Regions from separate parts of the Ovis aries genome. Here region 1 is linked to region 2. The links are chromatin contacts, called in public Hi-C maps. All regions are on one chromosome and are shown on one strand. Each heading gives the region's core, a stretch centred on a gene start, on an enhancer-like site or on the middle of the called end of the contact. The rest is flanking DNA. Distances are from core to core; before and after follow the strand shown.

What was found. A called contact is a pair of places that touch in the nucleus more often than the background predicts.
Region 1: a Hi-C map of liver shows a contact between it and region 2, with 4 times the contacts expected there. The contact joins the enhancer-like site here to the promoter of FZD8 in region 2. A contact is called at or near these places in 7 of 16 Hi-C or Micro-C datasets (hypothalamus, liver, muscle and 3 more).

The regions. Positions count from the first base shown.
Region 1 is chr13:27,136,931-27,141,070 of ARS-UI_Ramb_v3.0, forward strand. No RefSeq gene overlaps it. Among named protein-coding and RNA genes, the nearest start is that of OPTN, 36 kb to the right of the region's middle. Within about 2 kb of position 2,716, at least 1 of the 54 cell types and tissues checked has an H3K27ac peak or open chromatin away from gene starts, as enhancers often do. A contact at or near this core is called in liver, where this site is marked.
Region 2 is chr13:26,153,542-26,157,838 of ARS-UI_Ramb_v3.0, forward strand. It overlaps FZD8 (frizzled class receptor 8), which reads right to left and starts at 1,558. Exons shown (of 1, transcript XM_027976634.2): 1 at 1-1,558. The coding sequence starts at 782.

The sequences.
Region 1 (4,140 bases), core at 1,466-3,965, 980 kb after region 2:
CAATACGGCGTTCTCTAGAAAACGTGAAGACCTGCACACCAGAATTAAAATTTCAGTTCTGTTATAACCAAGGAAAACAATGCATGTTCAAGATGCTTGCAGGAGTGTGTACATCAGCCTTATCTGTGTTAGAATCAATGTGTAAACAACCCAAGGCTTCCCTGGTGGTTCAGTTGGTAAAAAATATGCCTGAAATGCAAGAGATCTGGGTTCAATCTCTAGGTCCAGAAGAACCCATGGAGAGGGGAATGGCAACCCACTCCAGTATTCTTGCCTGGAGAATCCCATGGACAGAGGAGCCTGGTGGGCTACAGCCCATGGGATTGTAAAGAGTCAAACACAGTTGAGTGACTGATACTTTCACGAACCCAAATGTACATCAACAATAGAATACACAAAGAACAAACACATTGGCTATTCAATGGAATAACATCTAGCAGGAAAAATGAAAGAACTAGAACCTTAAGGAACCACTGGGATACATCTGAGAAAGCCAATGACTGAGCAATAAATGCAAGTCAAGAAAATCATCCAGCATGTTTCCATTTGCATCAAGATAAGCCCAATTAAGCTTTATTTGAGGCGGATACATTTCTATAAAGAAGAGAAACTGCCTGACTAATGGCGAATGATTATAGAGACAGGAAGAAATCGTGGTTTTAAGCAGGAGTCAGTACTTTGGCCACCTCATGAAGAGTTGACTCACTGAAAAAGACTGATGCTGGGAGGGATTGGGGGCAGGAGGAGAAGGGAATGACAGAGGATGAGATGGCTGGATGGCATCACTGACTATCTGGACATGAATCTGAGTGAACTCCGGGAGATGGTGATGGACAGGGAGGCCTGGCGTGCTGTGATTCATGGGGTCGCAAAGAGTCGGACACGACTGAGCGACTGAACTGAACTGAACTGAAACAGCTCTGGTTCCAGATCTACTAATTCATTGTGTGACCTTAGTCAGTTGCCCTACCTCTGTTCTTCAGTTTCCTCATTTAAAAATGGGGTAATAATTGTACCTGTTTCACAAGATTATATACGGGCAATTCAGTTTGAATTGCTGTACATGTTCGTTCTTTCTTATTCAGGTTCACTTCTGTACATTGCTCACCTTTAGTGGAGATGAGGCAGAGCGGTGCAATCGGAAAGGAGCCACCAGGAGCTGCAAACGCATTCTTAAATCATCTCCATAAGGAGGTTGGCACATTCCCAGTGACATTGTATCCATTCTTTAAACTACACATGTACACTATGTGCCTCTTTTACATGTCCTATATCTTAGATGTTTAGAGATATAAACACAAAAATTTTAGACTATATTTGCCCATTTCTTTCTCTTAAAAAGTGCAATATACCATTTAAATTACAAACTCCCAATTAATGGACTATTTTACTTTTTCTTCTATTTCCTAGAATTGGTATTCAAATATTATTTGTTAGATTGATTTCATTCTAGGCAGCACTCGTTATACACACACAAATTGGTTTTTAATCCGTGTATTTGATTATGGTGAAACTTCTAAGGAATAAACAATTTCCTCTGGGCAATGGTTCATTTGTAAGACTGTAAATCTATTAATTTACTCTAAGAATTTAGTGTAGTCTAGTAAATTTGTAGCTGGAAGGGACTTGAGTTTAATTCTTATTTAAGAAACTGAAGTATAGTGAAATCAAGTTTTCCAAAATGGCTTAGTTTCGTTTACAAACTCCTCCTAACATTGTTAAGATCTCAGAAAATGTGTGAAATTTCTTGCTGCTTTGCTCCAACAACTGATGAAACACAGGCAATCCATCTCTCCCACCATCAACCGATTCTCAGCCTTGAAACTCTGGTCTGCATTAACCAAAAATATGTCCTGATACTTCATCTTTGAAACTCCATTTTATTTCCTTTTTTTAATATTTTGGCCATACTATGAGGCATGCGAGATCTTAATCCCCTGACCAGGGACAGAAACTGCACACCCTAAAGTGGAAACCTAGTCTTAACCACCGGACTGCCAGGGAAGTCCAAAACTTTCACTTTCATATTGATATTTCTGTTGTCACCACAGCCCAGTTTAGCTGTTTTTGTCCCTGGGATGCCATTTATTGACCTGTTTGGATCTTATACTCCGAAACTTTCTTTCCAACTTTGTATAAACCTCAACTCAGCCCCAAACCCCAGAACCAACACAAGTCTGTCAACAGTATAGTTCAGACATCAGTGATTTAGTTAATAATTATACAGTTAGTGAACAACAAGCTTGAACCTAGGACCCATCTGAAGCTCTGTTTTGCTTATTGCAATTTAGTCAGTCTATGTGGGTTCATATATTTTCCTTAATCTGCAGCTTCTTCACTATTCTCCTCTTTGTGTGTGTACCCAGTCACTCAATCATGTTCAGCTCTTTGCAACTCCATGGACTATAGCCCACCAGGCTCCTCTGTCCATGGGATTTCCCAAGCAAGAATACTGGAGTGGGTTGCCATTTCTTTCCCCAGGGAATCTTCCCAACCCAGGGGATCAAACCTATATCTCCTACATTAGCAGGTGGGTTCTTTACTGCTGAGCCACTTGGGAATCCATCTTATAAGCAGCACGCCTTAGAGGATAACTATAAATTGGTTTGCATTCGGTTTTGTGACAATCAGTCCAGTTGATGATCTTGGCTCACCCACTAATACTCTTCTCCAGCCCATGCTGTTCAAACATACTGGCTCTAGTTTTCCTCAAAAACAGTTTGGATGGTTCCACCACAGGGCCTTTGCGCTCACTGCCTCTTGGCTTGTAGCTCTGTTCCTAGGTGTCCTGATGGCTTATTCCAGCACCTCCCTTAGAGCTGAGCTTAAATTTTACTTTACCGATGGAGCATTCTGATTATTTTATATAAGGTAGCAATCTCTGCCTCTCCCCAAACTTTCAGTCTTTCTTTCCCTGCTCTATTTTTTTTCTCCATAAAGTTTTCACCATCGATCAGAGTTTGTATTTTAACTGTCAATATTTCATCACCAGAAACATCTGTCCCATGAGGTAAGTGTTTTTATCTGCTTTCTAATTATCATATACCCGTGCTAAGAACACAGGACTTGCTCAGCAAATAAGGGAAGAATAAAAGAAGGGAGAAATATAGCAAATGAAAGTCAGCAGAGCTCATAACTGCTTGACATCCTGCATCAGAAGCCTGCCTGCCGTATTGTGAGGAGGGGTAGCCACCACTCCCTTTCACATCTGTCATATACCATCTTATTACATCTCAACTACCATAAATTATTTAATTAATTAACCCTGCCAAATGGAAAAGGGATTGATATAAGAAAGCAAGCAGTGTGAAAAATAACTTTGTCTGTTTTTTCCACATCTTCATTCCTTTTGTCTCTCTGCACTTCTTTCCTCCTTCATGCATCCACCTCTCCTTTCACCTTTACGTCCTCTTCTCCTTGCTCCTTTCCCCTGTTACTATGGTTGAATGCCTCTGTGGCATTAAACCAAGCTGAAGCACAGACGTTATTGAGGGTTGAAGGGTGCATAACAGATGCTGTTAATCTGCCCTGGAGAGCCTTGAATAAGCAAGGGGGCCTTGCGATGAAATTGGATAGGGTATTCTGTAAACCAGTGATCTCCAATAAGCATTTGGTATTAACTAAGCAAGATATTGTGTATTACGTTGCTCTCAGTTTCTTTGAAACACCTGCCGAAGAGGACTCAGTGTAATGAACTTTAAGAAAAAAACCTGAAAGTGTTTTTCAATTAACTTTTCTTCTTTTGTAAGGATTAGTTTCCCATTCTGAAAAATATTTGAGTAAATGAGAAAAGGTGAATAAGATTCAGTGCGTAAAGAAAAAAATTAAAGCTTTTAGCATTGGCTGATTGCCTATCAATTTGCACATTAGACAGATGTTTATCATGGAATCAAGACATGATGTTTTGGGATATCACTTGTTAATCCTCCTGCCTCAAGTCAAACATATGCTAACTGATCTCTAATCATTTTACCACTAGAATCTCATATTCTGTAAATTCTATGATGCATAAATTTACTGCATATATCCAGAATCACTTGAAATGAACAAAACGTTCATAATGAGTTGAACAAAAAGTTCATCATGAACAAAAGTTCATGAACAAAAAGTTCATGATGATGAGTTGTTGGTCATGTCCCT
Region 2 (4,297 bases), core at 308-2,807:
TTGGCGATCTGGCCCGTCTTGACGCGGTTGTAGAGAGGGTGCCGCTCGCTGGACACGCTCACCATGGGCGCGCGGCACTGGCATCCCGGCTCGCAGGGCGCCGCGCCGCCGCCAGGGGGCCGCGCCTTCCCGCCGCCGCCACCGCCGCCACCGCCGCCGCCGCGCGCAGGGGGCGCAGCCGCGTCCCCGCCGCCGCCCCTGCCGCGGGACGGGGGCCGGGCCCCGGGTGGGCGGCCGTGGCCGCTGCCGGAGGGCGGCTGCTCACCGGGGGGCGGCGGCGGGGGGCGGCGCGGCGGGCTGGGCGCGGCCGTGGTGAGGTCGGTGCGGTTGTAGTCCATGCACAGCGTGTCGGGGTTGCCCTGCTCGGGCAGCCGGTCGCAGCGCATGCGGTCAGGCCAGGCGAAGCCGTACTGGCGCATGAGGGGCGCGCAGCCGGCCTTGGCGCGCTCGCACACCGAGCGGCAGGGAGGCAGGGGCTTCTTGTAGTCCTCTAGGCAGATGGGCGTGTACATGCTGCACAGGAAGAACTTGAGGTCGGGCGAGCACTGGATCTCCACCAGCGGCCAGAACTGGTGCACCTCCAGGCCCGCCTCGTCCTGCGTGTCGTGGTTGAACTGGTTGGGCATATAGGTGTAGTTGTAGCCGATGCCCTTGCACAGCGGCACGGTGATCTCCTGGCACGCCAGTTCCTTGGCTGAGGCGGCCGCCGCACCGCTCGAGCGCTGCAGCAGCGCCAGGGCGGCCAGCAAAGAGGTCACTTCCAACAGGTAACCCCACTCCATGCTGCGCGCCTCGGCCCCTCGCCTTCGCCCTCCGGGCGGCGCGCGGAGGGGCGCCAGGGGCTCCTGCGAGAGCGCCGGGCTCTCTCCTGCCTCTCTCGGGAGGGGTTCTGCCAATAGCCTAGTCCCTTATCGGGATGCTTCCTCTCGGCGCTGCGGGAGACGAGGGTGGCCGCCGAAGGGCACCGTGGTCCCAGCGTCTGCCCCGCTCACTCCCGCCGGGCTCAGCCCTCGCGGGACAGAGCGGCCAGCCCCCAGCTCATCTCTCCCTCCCTCGGTCTCTTTCTCCGCGCGCGCCGGTGACTCTGCCGGGCACTGAGGGCGGAGGCGCAGCAAGTTTCTTCTCGGGCCGCGGTGCGCAGTCAAGATGGCTGGGCCAGGCCGCTCAGAGCCGGGTCAGCCCCTGCAGCCCCCTTTCGGCGTCCCGGGGCTCATGCTCGCCCCCAGGGCCGCGCGGCTGCTGCCGGGGTTAGAGGCCCGCCTCCACCGAGGCCACGGCCCTCAGTCCCCGGCGTCCGTCCGTCGGTCAGCAGCCGGGATGACGGGCCCCGCCTCCGGTGGAAGTCGCGCTCCTGCCGGCACTGGGGCAAGGTGTCGGTGGTCCCCTTCTCGCTGAACTCACGGAGGCAAATCCAGGCCGGAAGGCGGAGCAGACACCTGAGCGGCGCGCCCGCGCCCCGCCACCGCCGCCGCCGCCGCCGCCGCCGCCGCCGCCGCCGCCACCGCCACCTCCTCGGCGGGAGCAGTGTCCCTCGCCAACTTCCCGCTCCGGCCCCGCTACGCCCAGGCCGGCTCATGAATATTTATACGGCGCGGACTCGGTCTCCGCCCGCGGCCGGCGCGCCAATCCCGGGCTCGGGGCGGAGTCTGCGCGCTCCCCAGGCCCCGCCTTCCTGGGGCGGACCCGGCTGTCCCCTCGGCTGTGCGAGCTGTCTGCGGCTGGAGTTTGGATAACCTTGGGGTTGACCGCAGAGACGGGTTTTGCCACGATCGTCCCCGAGGCGCCCTGTGGGGCTGAGGTCGGGGTTCCTTCACCCCGAGTCTGCGCTTGGGAACTGAGGGATTCTTTATACAGCGCGCTTTCAGAGGCCAGTTTCGAACTAGTCAAGCCCCTGCTTCCTACGCTCCCCGAATGTGGGCAACCTGCTGGCGAGGGGACTCCGCGCCCCTCAGCCAGCCGACGCGTGCGCGGGGGCTTTGCGGGGGAACGGGGAAGCGGTGCCCTTCTTGGGATTGTCAGAACGATGGTCTTGGAAGCTTGGCGATGTGAGAGGAGTGCCATGACTGCAGTTTATTTCTAGATGATGGGGCTGGACAGGGGACAGCCGGGGAAGAGGTACCCGGGAGCGCAAGGGCGCGGGCGCGAGAGGCGTGTGCACCCGGGCGGGCGGGAAGAAAGGGGTCTCCTCTTGCCTCAGCTGAGGGACGTGAGGCAGCGTCAGTTTCTTTACCTGCAGAGTGGGGTTCAGATCTCAAAGGGGGTTCTGCTAATTAGGCTAGATAAGATATATAAAGCATCCGGACATATTTAAAGCGCTCCCTTAAGAGATATAATTCCCTTTCTTCTTTAAAAAAGAAAAATAGAAAGGGAGAAAGAAAAACTTATAGGACAGACTGGAAACTCTGTGGCTGGATTCTCCCTCTTAGCCTCGCGCTTTTGGAACGTATGTGCGTCTCTCCAAAGTTGACATGTTTTTGCCAGAGCCTCCTCCTCCCGGTGGGAGGCGGCGCCGGGCCCTGGCGCGAACGCGCGGACACGTCTCCGCGGTGTTCCCGGGGCCGAGCGGCTGGGGACGCGGCCAAGGAGCGAGGCCCCCGCCAGCTCGTAGCTACCTTAGACGGGGAGGGGCCCGAGGGGCGGGAGGCCTGGCAGGTTCATTTACGCTTGTTAGGACGTCCCAGGGGGTTGTCTTTCTCCGAGAATGGAGTGTTTATTTTTTAATTGATGTGCTGTTTCATTTAGCGCTTGTATGGAACTCACGCTGGGGCTGTAATTACTGTAATCTCGGGAACAAGCATTTCAGTTAGCCAGGAGGGTGGCAGCAGACGTCTGTCTCTCTCTCTCCTCCTTTTCCTCTCGCCTCTCCCTTCTCCCTCTCCGGCTAGAAAACTAAAGTTATTGAGGATACGGGGACGATAGGATACGGATACGAAGGAGAGGTAGAGCTAAAAGCTCGTTTGAGGCCAGGCCTTTTTTATTGGGTTGGGAGTGAGGGGAGGAGGATGCGGTGGTGGTGGTAGTTGGTAATTATCTGTTTACAAACAACTCTTGTCGTGAAACAAAAATAACTAGCAGCATCTGTGTATGGCAGGACCCTATGTCTCTTCTGTTCTCTCTAGCTTAGTTTAGCAACCGCATTCTAATTAGAAAGATAGAATCTCCCACCCCCCCCACCCCAGCCCCACCCCTAATTTTTGGCAAGTTCGGTATTTTCACCAAGAATTCTAGGCAGAGCCACTAGGCTGTAGTCAAAACCCCATTGTCTTTTTTCTTTTAAACTGGTCTGTTTAGAATCTCTTTATTATACCAAAACAAAACACTTCCTTCGCATTTTTTGTTTTAGAAAAGCTAAACTGCATAGGAATCAGAAATTCTGAGGCTTCAGAAAGATTGGCTGATTCAGCAGAAAATGATCTCGAGTTTTCAAAAATGCAAAGACTCAACTGTTACTTGGTCTTTTAAAAATGAATTTCGTTCCTTTCTCCTGATGGGAATTCCCTTTGTGGCATGTGGAACACAGAATGTCACCTCTCTCCTGCTGGAATCCTGTTCAGTGATAGCCATGCTCCAGAACATTCAGCTGCAGAGAAACAGCAGGTGACACCTGGAGATAGGATGCTAAAGCACAGTAGTAAGGCAACCCCCAGCCCGTCCCCCCGCCCCCCCAGCCCCGTCCCCCCGCCCCCCCCCCAGCCCCGTCCCCCCTCCCGCCCCGCCCCCGCCAGTTTAAGGAACAGCCTGGGCCCTGCCTGTCCCTGACCACAGATAGGAGGCGCTTGCTTCCAAAAGCAACACAGAGAGTTTCTTATGATTTTCTTCAGCAGGAAATGTCAAATAGTGGAGTTTAGAATTACACTATATAAATTTACTTGAATTGGGTAAAAACAAACTGACATTTGAAAGTTGAAGCTGCAAATAGTTGATTTTGGCTTTTAATTGGCATTAAAAAATTTTTTTTCCTTTTGAGACAAGATGAAAGCTCTGATGATGTGGAATGTGGAAATTTGGGGAAAATATATTAAGCTTGCTGGAGAAAAGCAGACAAAAAGTTCAGAGCTTTCAAAAATCATTTATCAGCTATTGAGTGTGAGATTAAACCCATTTACATAAAATCATTAAATGCTTACTTTTAATTGAGAGAATAGAAGAATAGCATTTAAATTTTACTATTAAATTAAATGGCTAGTTGGCAATCTTTAAGAGCACAAGAGGCTTAGAAAGCCAATTAGTGTATAAAAGGCAATGACGGGTCAGCAAAAAGAAACTAGGATCATTTATCAACATCCTGGCTAAATAA